Regions from separate parts of the Capra hircus genome. Here region 2 is linked to region 1. The links are chromatin contacts, called in public Hi-C maps. All regions are on one chromosome and are shown on one strand. The core of a region is the stretch at or near the end of the contact, and the rest is flanking DNA. Distances in the headings are between cores, read along the strand shown.

Region 1 (3,444 bases), core at 326-2,825:
AAACCTATATCCAGGTCAGGAAGCAACAGTTAAAACTGGACATGGAACAACAGACTGGTTCCAAATAGGGAGATGAATACATCAAGGCTGTATATTGTCACCCTGCTTATTTAACTTTATGCAGAGTACATCATGAGAAATGCTGGACTGGATGAAGAAGCAAAAGTTGGAATCAAGATTGCCGGGAGAAATATCAATAACCTCAGATATGCAGATAAACCACCCTTATGGCAGAAAGCGAAGAACTGAAGAGACTCTTGATGCAAGTGATAGAAGAGAGTGGAAAAAGTAGGCTTAAAGCTCAACATTCAGAAAACGAAGATCATGGCATCTGGTCCTATCACTTCATGGCAAATAGATGGGGAAACAATGGAAACAGTGAGAGACTTATTTGGGGGGACTCCAGAATCACTGCAGATGGTGACTGCAGCCATGAAATTAAAAGATGCTTGCTTCTTGGAAGAAAAGCTATGACCAACCTAGACAGCATATTGAAAAGCTTGGCCAACAAAGGTCCATCTAGTCAAAGCTATGGTTTTTCCAGGAGTTATGTATGGATGTGAGAGTTGGACTATAAAGAAGGCTGAGCGCCAAAGAATTGATGCTTTTAAACTGTGGTGTTGGAGAAGACTCTTGAGAGTCCCTTGGACTGCAAGGAGATCCAACCAGTCAGTCCTAAAGGAATCAGTCCCAAATATTCATTGGAAGGATTGATGCTGAAGCTGGAACTCCAATACTTTGGCCACCTGATGCGAAGAACTGACTCATTGGAAAAGACCCTGATATTGGGAAAGATTGAAGACAGGAGGAGAAGGGGGAAGCTCTGGGAGTTGGTGATGGACAGGAAAGCCTGGTGTGCTGTAGTCCATGGGGTTGCAAAGAGTCAGACATGACTGAGCAACTGAACTGAACTGAACTATATAATAAGGACAGAGGTTTGACTCAAACCCTCCCTCAAGAAATTCCCATATGAGGTAGGAGACAGGTAATGACAGTAGCAGATTAAAACAGTACTTTCCTTATGGGGGCTTTGTGAAAATTAACAATGTAAACTACTTAGTATAGTGCTGATAGGCAAACAGTGTTCAGCAAATGTTAGTGGTAAGCAAGTGCATGGTTGGTCAGATTTACACATTAGAGAATTCTCCCGGTGGCTTGTAGAGGGTGCAGAAGGTCAGGAGAGAACAGGTAGGAAACTTGGGAGTAATAGTAACAAATAAAGAAAGTCTGACCTAATGCATAAACTGCTTTATGATGAGGAAGAAGGGGAGGGATTTGATAGGATTAAATAGGGGCAGGGGATGAGAAAGACAAAAACAGAAAGATATGACTTAGAGATTTCCGTCACAAGTAGGTCATTTACCAGGTAGGGAACAGCGCACAGTTAATCTGGAGGGAAGAGGCAGATTTCCATTTTGCATATTTGCATTTTGCCTATGAGAAGAGGACATGCCAGCTTGGAACTCTGCTATAAAGGTCAGTGTCTCTAGAAACAGACGAGGTTGGCAGGGAGAGCCACATGAGACAGAGCCTGGAGGATCACCAGCACGTGAGGGCAGGGGGAGCAGAGACCAACGCAGAGGAGGGCTGGTCAAGAGATGAGGGCAGCAGTTTCAGGGAGTGGTGGTCAGCACCCGGATGCGTAAGGCGGATCCAGCAGAAAGTGGGCTGACGTGTATTCTCTGGCTTTTGTGTTAGGAGGACAGTGCAGAGGTGGGAATGGAAAGCAGGTTTCAGTGGGGGAGGGAACCAGTGGTAACTTTTCCCTCTCAACTGAGGAGACAGGCACAGCTGACATTGAGTACATGCTCTGTATCGGGCGCCATTCTAAGCACTCTGCATGTATAACATCATTTAATCCTTCAAAGGTATAATTATTATATCCATCTAATAGGTGAAGGAACAAGCCCAAAATGTGAACTTGCCTGAAGTTACCAGCTAATGTGAGACAGATTACTGCTAGAGTAGGACCCTTAGAGGAGAAGGCAATGGCACCCCACTCCAGTACTCTTGCCTGGAGAATCCCATGGACAGAGGAGCCTGGTGGGCTGCAGTCCATGGGGTTGCTAAGAGTCGGACACGACTGAGTGACTTCACTTTCACTTTTCACTTTCATGCACTGAAGAAGGAAATGGCAACCCACTCCAGTACTCTTGCCTGGAGAATCCCATGGACGGGGGAGCCTGGTGGGCTGCAGTCCATGGGGTCACACAGAGTCGGATACGACTGAAGCGACTCAGCAGCAGCAGCAGCAGGACCCTTAGAAAGGCAGGTGGTTGCCGGGCTGACACGGGGAGCTTGGTGTTTCAGACACACCCTGAACACCTCATGACAGAGCTGTTCTCCCCACAGTATCAACCAACTCTCAGGCAGAGTCCCCAACAGTGAGAGCAGCAACAACAGCTAGGCCCTACCTCACTGAGGCCTCTGAGGATGTCTGAGTTTAAAGGGTTCTTTTCTTCATGGTCTCCAACTCCACTCCCACTCATTCTGTAGATATTTATTAAACATTTATTGTGTCCCAGGTACTATACTAGGTGACAGGAATGTAGTATGAAAAAGAGCTCATATTTGCCCTCCCCAGGTTGAAAGTCTAGCATTAGAACAGCATTAGACCAGCTTGCATCAGAACCATACTTAGCTTACTTAACAGAAACAAAAATGTAGACCATCAAAATAGTCCCCTCCCCGGAATTCCCTGGCAGTCCAGTGGCTAGGCCTCAGTACTTTCATTCCATGGTGCAGGTTCAGTCCCTAGTCGGGGAGCTGAGATCCTGCAAGCCTCGAGGAGGGGCCAAAAAAATAGTCCCCTCCCAAACTCAATCAGCACTTTGAACCAATAGTACTGGGTATCCCCAGAGCATACAGAGAAGTGCAAGTACAGTACCTGCCTTCTAGAGCTCATGTCGTGATGGTGGGTCAGCTGTGCCCAATCAGAGCCATTTCTGGATGTGAGCACAGAACACTCCGTAGAACAGGCCCTCCTTCAGTGCCCGGCACCACCTTCCAGCCTCAGGCACTGCCCTGGAACTGCCTTCCCACCCCGACCCTGTCTGTCAGGTTCTGACCAGCAGGCCCTCAGCAAGAATGACCCAGTGCTTGCTACCTGTCAGCCTCATGCAGGCTCCAGGGAGTTAGTGAGGTGACTGAAGGAAGTACAGTGCCTCTGCCTTTGAGAAGCTTAGTAAATATTGAGGGAAACAAGTGGAGAATCATATGAGATTAAATAAGCATTAGCTTTTGTTTCAGACTCTGCTCTGGACTAGGAAGGAGGGATCATTGTGGGCTATAATTTAGAGAAGGCTTCCTGGAGAAGGTGAGATTTGAACTGACCTATAAAGTGTAAACTGATGTATGTCTATACTATATCTGTATCTATACTCCTAACGGAGTTCACGGGGCCTTCTCAGCAGAGGGAACCACTTGAGCAAAGGAGTCATGGAC
Region 2 (3,444 bases), core at 639-3,138, 61 kb after region 1:
TTTGTCAGCTGGCTCATGGAACAGTCTTGTGTTTCAGACACTCGCTTGGGCATGAGACCACCAGACTTCATTGTTCTAGGAATGATCCTGAGACAGGAACTGGGAGAGGTTGTAGGAACACTGACCAGCATACCAGTAGGCCGCAGTAACTCCTCCCTCACTGCCTGTAGAATACCAGACACGCAGCACTGAAGACCACACTGACCTAATAACGATCTCCTAAATGGCTCTCATCAGGCCTGAAACCAGGCTTCCTTGAGAATCACCACGAGGCAGAGGTTAGGAGCAGGCCCTACTGCTGGCCTAGAGGAGAGCTAGACTGCCAGAGTTTTACCAGGCAGGTCCTCACCCACTCGCTGTCAAACCAGGGCACCTAGTACCACCTCTCCACCTAGGTCCTGCCTCACGGCAGAGTCTGCTCCACTCCTCTGGTTTCTACTCATAACCTAACCCTGTCCTTGGGGACTATAAGACTTCAGCTCAGAAGTAAGGTGTGGAATCCTTGGCCTGCAAGATAGGGATCATAAACAGCTTCAAAGAGGTGAAGTGATTTGCTCAAAGGCACACAGCTGGCAAGAACTCCTGGGGGTGTACCTAACTCCAAAGCCCACATTATTTAGTGAACCGTGGGTCAGATTCTACATCTCAAGGTCTGCAGCTTTCTCCCTGATGGCTTGAAATGGCTTAAGCTAATATGATATTTTGAATGGTGGAATCGAAGCAATATCTATTCTATGGGGCCCTCTTTTGGCCCACCTCGTTTTTTTTGAGGCGGGGAAGGGGCTGCACTGCGAGGCTTATGGGATCTTAGTCCTCCAACCAGGGATTGAACCCTCACTTTTTTTTTTTTTTTTTGAACCCTCACTCTTGACAGAGAAAGCAGAGAGTCCTAACCACTGGACCACCAGGGAATTCCCTCTGGTGTCTCTTAAGTCATTCCATGTAAGTGGCCACCCTCTCTGTCATAAGCTTGAATCTCTCCTAGCCCAAGCCCAGACTTCAGTGAGGGGTGCCTCCCTGGGCACAGAAGGCAGACTGGGGAAGCAGGTGTGGTCTGCACAAGCCCAGGTGGGCCTGGAGGCTGGCACTCCCATAGGCCATATTGGCAGCAATGCTGTAACCCTGATACCTATGCCATGAGTTCACCAAGCACTTTCACATCAGTGAGCAGCCTGAGGAGGGTTATGGGTTCTGCTTTACCAGCAAGATGGATAATAATGTCCAAAGGGGCAGGGGCAGGATTAGAAGCAGAGCCCAGTTCTAAGAACCTGCCTAGTTCTAGCTCAGGACCCACTGCACAGAACCAGCAATGGAGACTGGCAAGGCAGAAACCTAAGCCATTTCTGGCACTGTGTCCTTTGCGCTGCCTCTAAGCAGAGTGAAGTTGTGAGAAGTGGCCTTCAAGGTTCTGATGTAGCTTTGCCACTGAGCCCTGTGTGACCTGGGACAAGTGTTTTGCTCTCTGTGCTTCAGTTTTCCTGAGTACACTGTGACTGTATCACACTAGAGACTGCTCTTCCAAAGAGCTTGTGTCATGAGAAATAGATCTGGGGACCCTCAAAGATGATGCCTCATGCACCTCACTATCAAGGTGGGAGCACAGAGGCTCTGAACCCTAAGAGACCTGGCCAGGCTCACATAGGATGGGGTCCCAGCTCCTCAATTTCTTGGGCCCCGCCCTTGCCTCTGCTCCACGAGAAGGGCTGTATAAAGCTCTTCTCCATCTAACACATAACTCTCCTGGGTGTAGCTGGAGGATAGGAAATAAAACTTTATTGTGTCAGTTCAAAAGTCCCATGCCATCCAGTCCTCATGTCCTGTCTGTGCAGTGGGCAGGCTCCCCTGCACACCCTGAGGCTGGGTAGGGGTGGGGTCAGGCCCCGCTCACTTTCCCCTTCCCTTGCTCAGCCTCCAGCCCACCCGAGTTACGAATTACGTTATGTCAGCAACGCTTGGCGCAGCATCTGCTTCTTCTGGGGTGTGAGGCGGGTGGGGAACTGGATGTCGAAGTAAATGAAGAGGTCCCCCTTCTTGGTGGGGTCCTCCGGCAGTGGCATCCCCTCCCCTGGCACCTTCTTGAAGTACTTGGGGCTGAGATAGGGGAAGATGAAAGAAGGGAACTCAGAGGGCACGAGAGCCAGACATCTGCCCCTGCTCACCTCAGGCATGCAGCAGTCACCAGCTTCTAGAACCAGTGGCAGGGGAGAGGAGACTGGCTTGTTCCAGACAGCTTGCTCCCTGGAAATCCATTTACACTGAGTCTCTGATTCCAGAGGATTCCAGGAATCTCATTTAGATGGAAACCAGGACAAGGAGGGAAGGAAAGTGAGCAGACCCTGGGTTGGAGTGGGGAGTGCTTGGTTGCCAAGCTTCCCACACAGAGGACTGGGGAAGGGGCTTGGGGGATGCAGCTTAGAGTTCTGGAAATTCTAGAGGATGAGGACAACAGGGATTTCCTAACAATGGGGGCCTCTAGCCTCCACGATGACTTCATACAAGTAAAAAAGGCACTCCATTTGTCAAATGAATGCAGCCCACAGCTTGGCCAGAATGGGGGCTGGATTTCGATCCCTCTCACCCCCTTGAACTGGGTGCCACCTGAACAACTGTACCAGGCAAGCCTCTAAGGACCAGGAAGCCCTTCTCCCGTCTATTGGGGCCCAAGTAAATGGACTCACTGGACTATGTCATTGATGGGGATGTTGAGCAGACGGTCATCTAGGGTCTTCACCTCTACAGTGCAGCAGGTCAGAGCCTAGGGGACATGAAGGCCAAAAGTGGGAGTGGTCCCTATGTCCATTTTGTTTGGAAGGTACTTTATGAGACTATCTGATGCCAGGCTCTAAGCTGGACCTCAAGGAGACAAAAGGATGTTCAAGGACTAACAGGTGAGTGAGCTGAGCAATTACCTACCTTCAGGAGTTCACAGTCTGGGAGAAAAGAGTGACATTGATATATGTTATGATAGAGGGAGGTAAAGGGGTTGGTGGAGCCCAGGTGATCTGCCCACCCTTTGCTCCTCCACTGTGCCCACTCACCTTGCCCAAGGGGATGGAGTTCACAAAAAACAGGTTGTCATTCTCCCTGCGGAAGCGAGGGTGTAGCTTCTCTTTTACAATGAAGATGATGTCGGCTGGGATGATGTTGGGACCCTGGGCAGGGGAGGCCAAGGGGTGACAAGGACTAATTGGCTATGGACCTTGGCCAAGTTCCTTTCTCTATTGTCTCCAAATCTTCATCTGAACAACAAGGAGATTAGACCAGTTTTTTCTGGAAGGGCCTTTCCATTTTGGCCTTAGAAAGAAACCTACCCCAATGACTGCACACACCCACTCCCTGCCCATCACCCTCCCCTTGCCATTACTTTGCAGCCCAAGTAGATCAACACAGCTGGAGGGCAGCATACTGGGTTGGGGTCAGAGTACTGCCTGCAAGACTGTCCTG

The links. Hi-C and Micro-C count contacts between places; a contact is called where the count stands out from the background.
Region 2: a contact with region 1 is called in a Hi-C map of blood, with 2.2 times the contacts expected there. The contact joins two enhancer-like sites. A contact is called at or near these places in 2 of 5 Hi-C or Micro-C datasets (both in blood).

Annotation. Positions count from the first base shown.
Region 1 is chr15:29,562,031-29,565,474 of ARS1.2, forward strand. The region is part of intron 30 of C2CD3 (C2 domain-containing protein 3); the gene reads left to right. Among named protein-coding and RNA genes, the nearest start is that of UCP3, 20 kb to the right of the region's middle. Within about 2 kb of position 1,576, at least 1 of the 5 cell types and tissues checked has an H3K27ac peak or open chromatin away from gene starts, as enhancers often do.
Region 2 is chr15:29,622,248-29,625,691 of ARS1.2, forward strand. DNAJB13 (dnaJ homolog subfamily B member 13) reads right to left here. Exons shown (of 8, transcript XM_005689963.2): 6 at 3,039-3,152; 7 at 2,679-2,755; 8 at 1,756-2,091. The coding sequence ends at 1,938. Among named protein-coding and RNA genes, the nearest start is that of UCP2, 6.1 kb to the left of the region's middle. Within about 2 kb of position 1,889, at least 1 of the 5 cell types and tissues checked has an H3K27ac peak or open chromatin away from gene starts, as enhancers often do.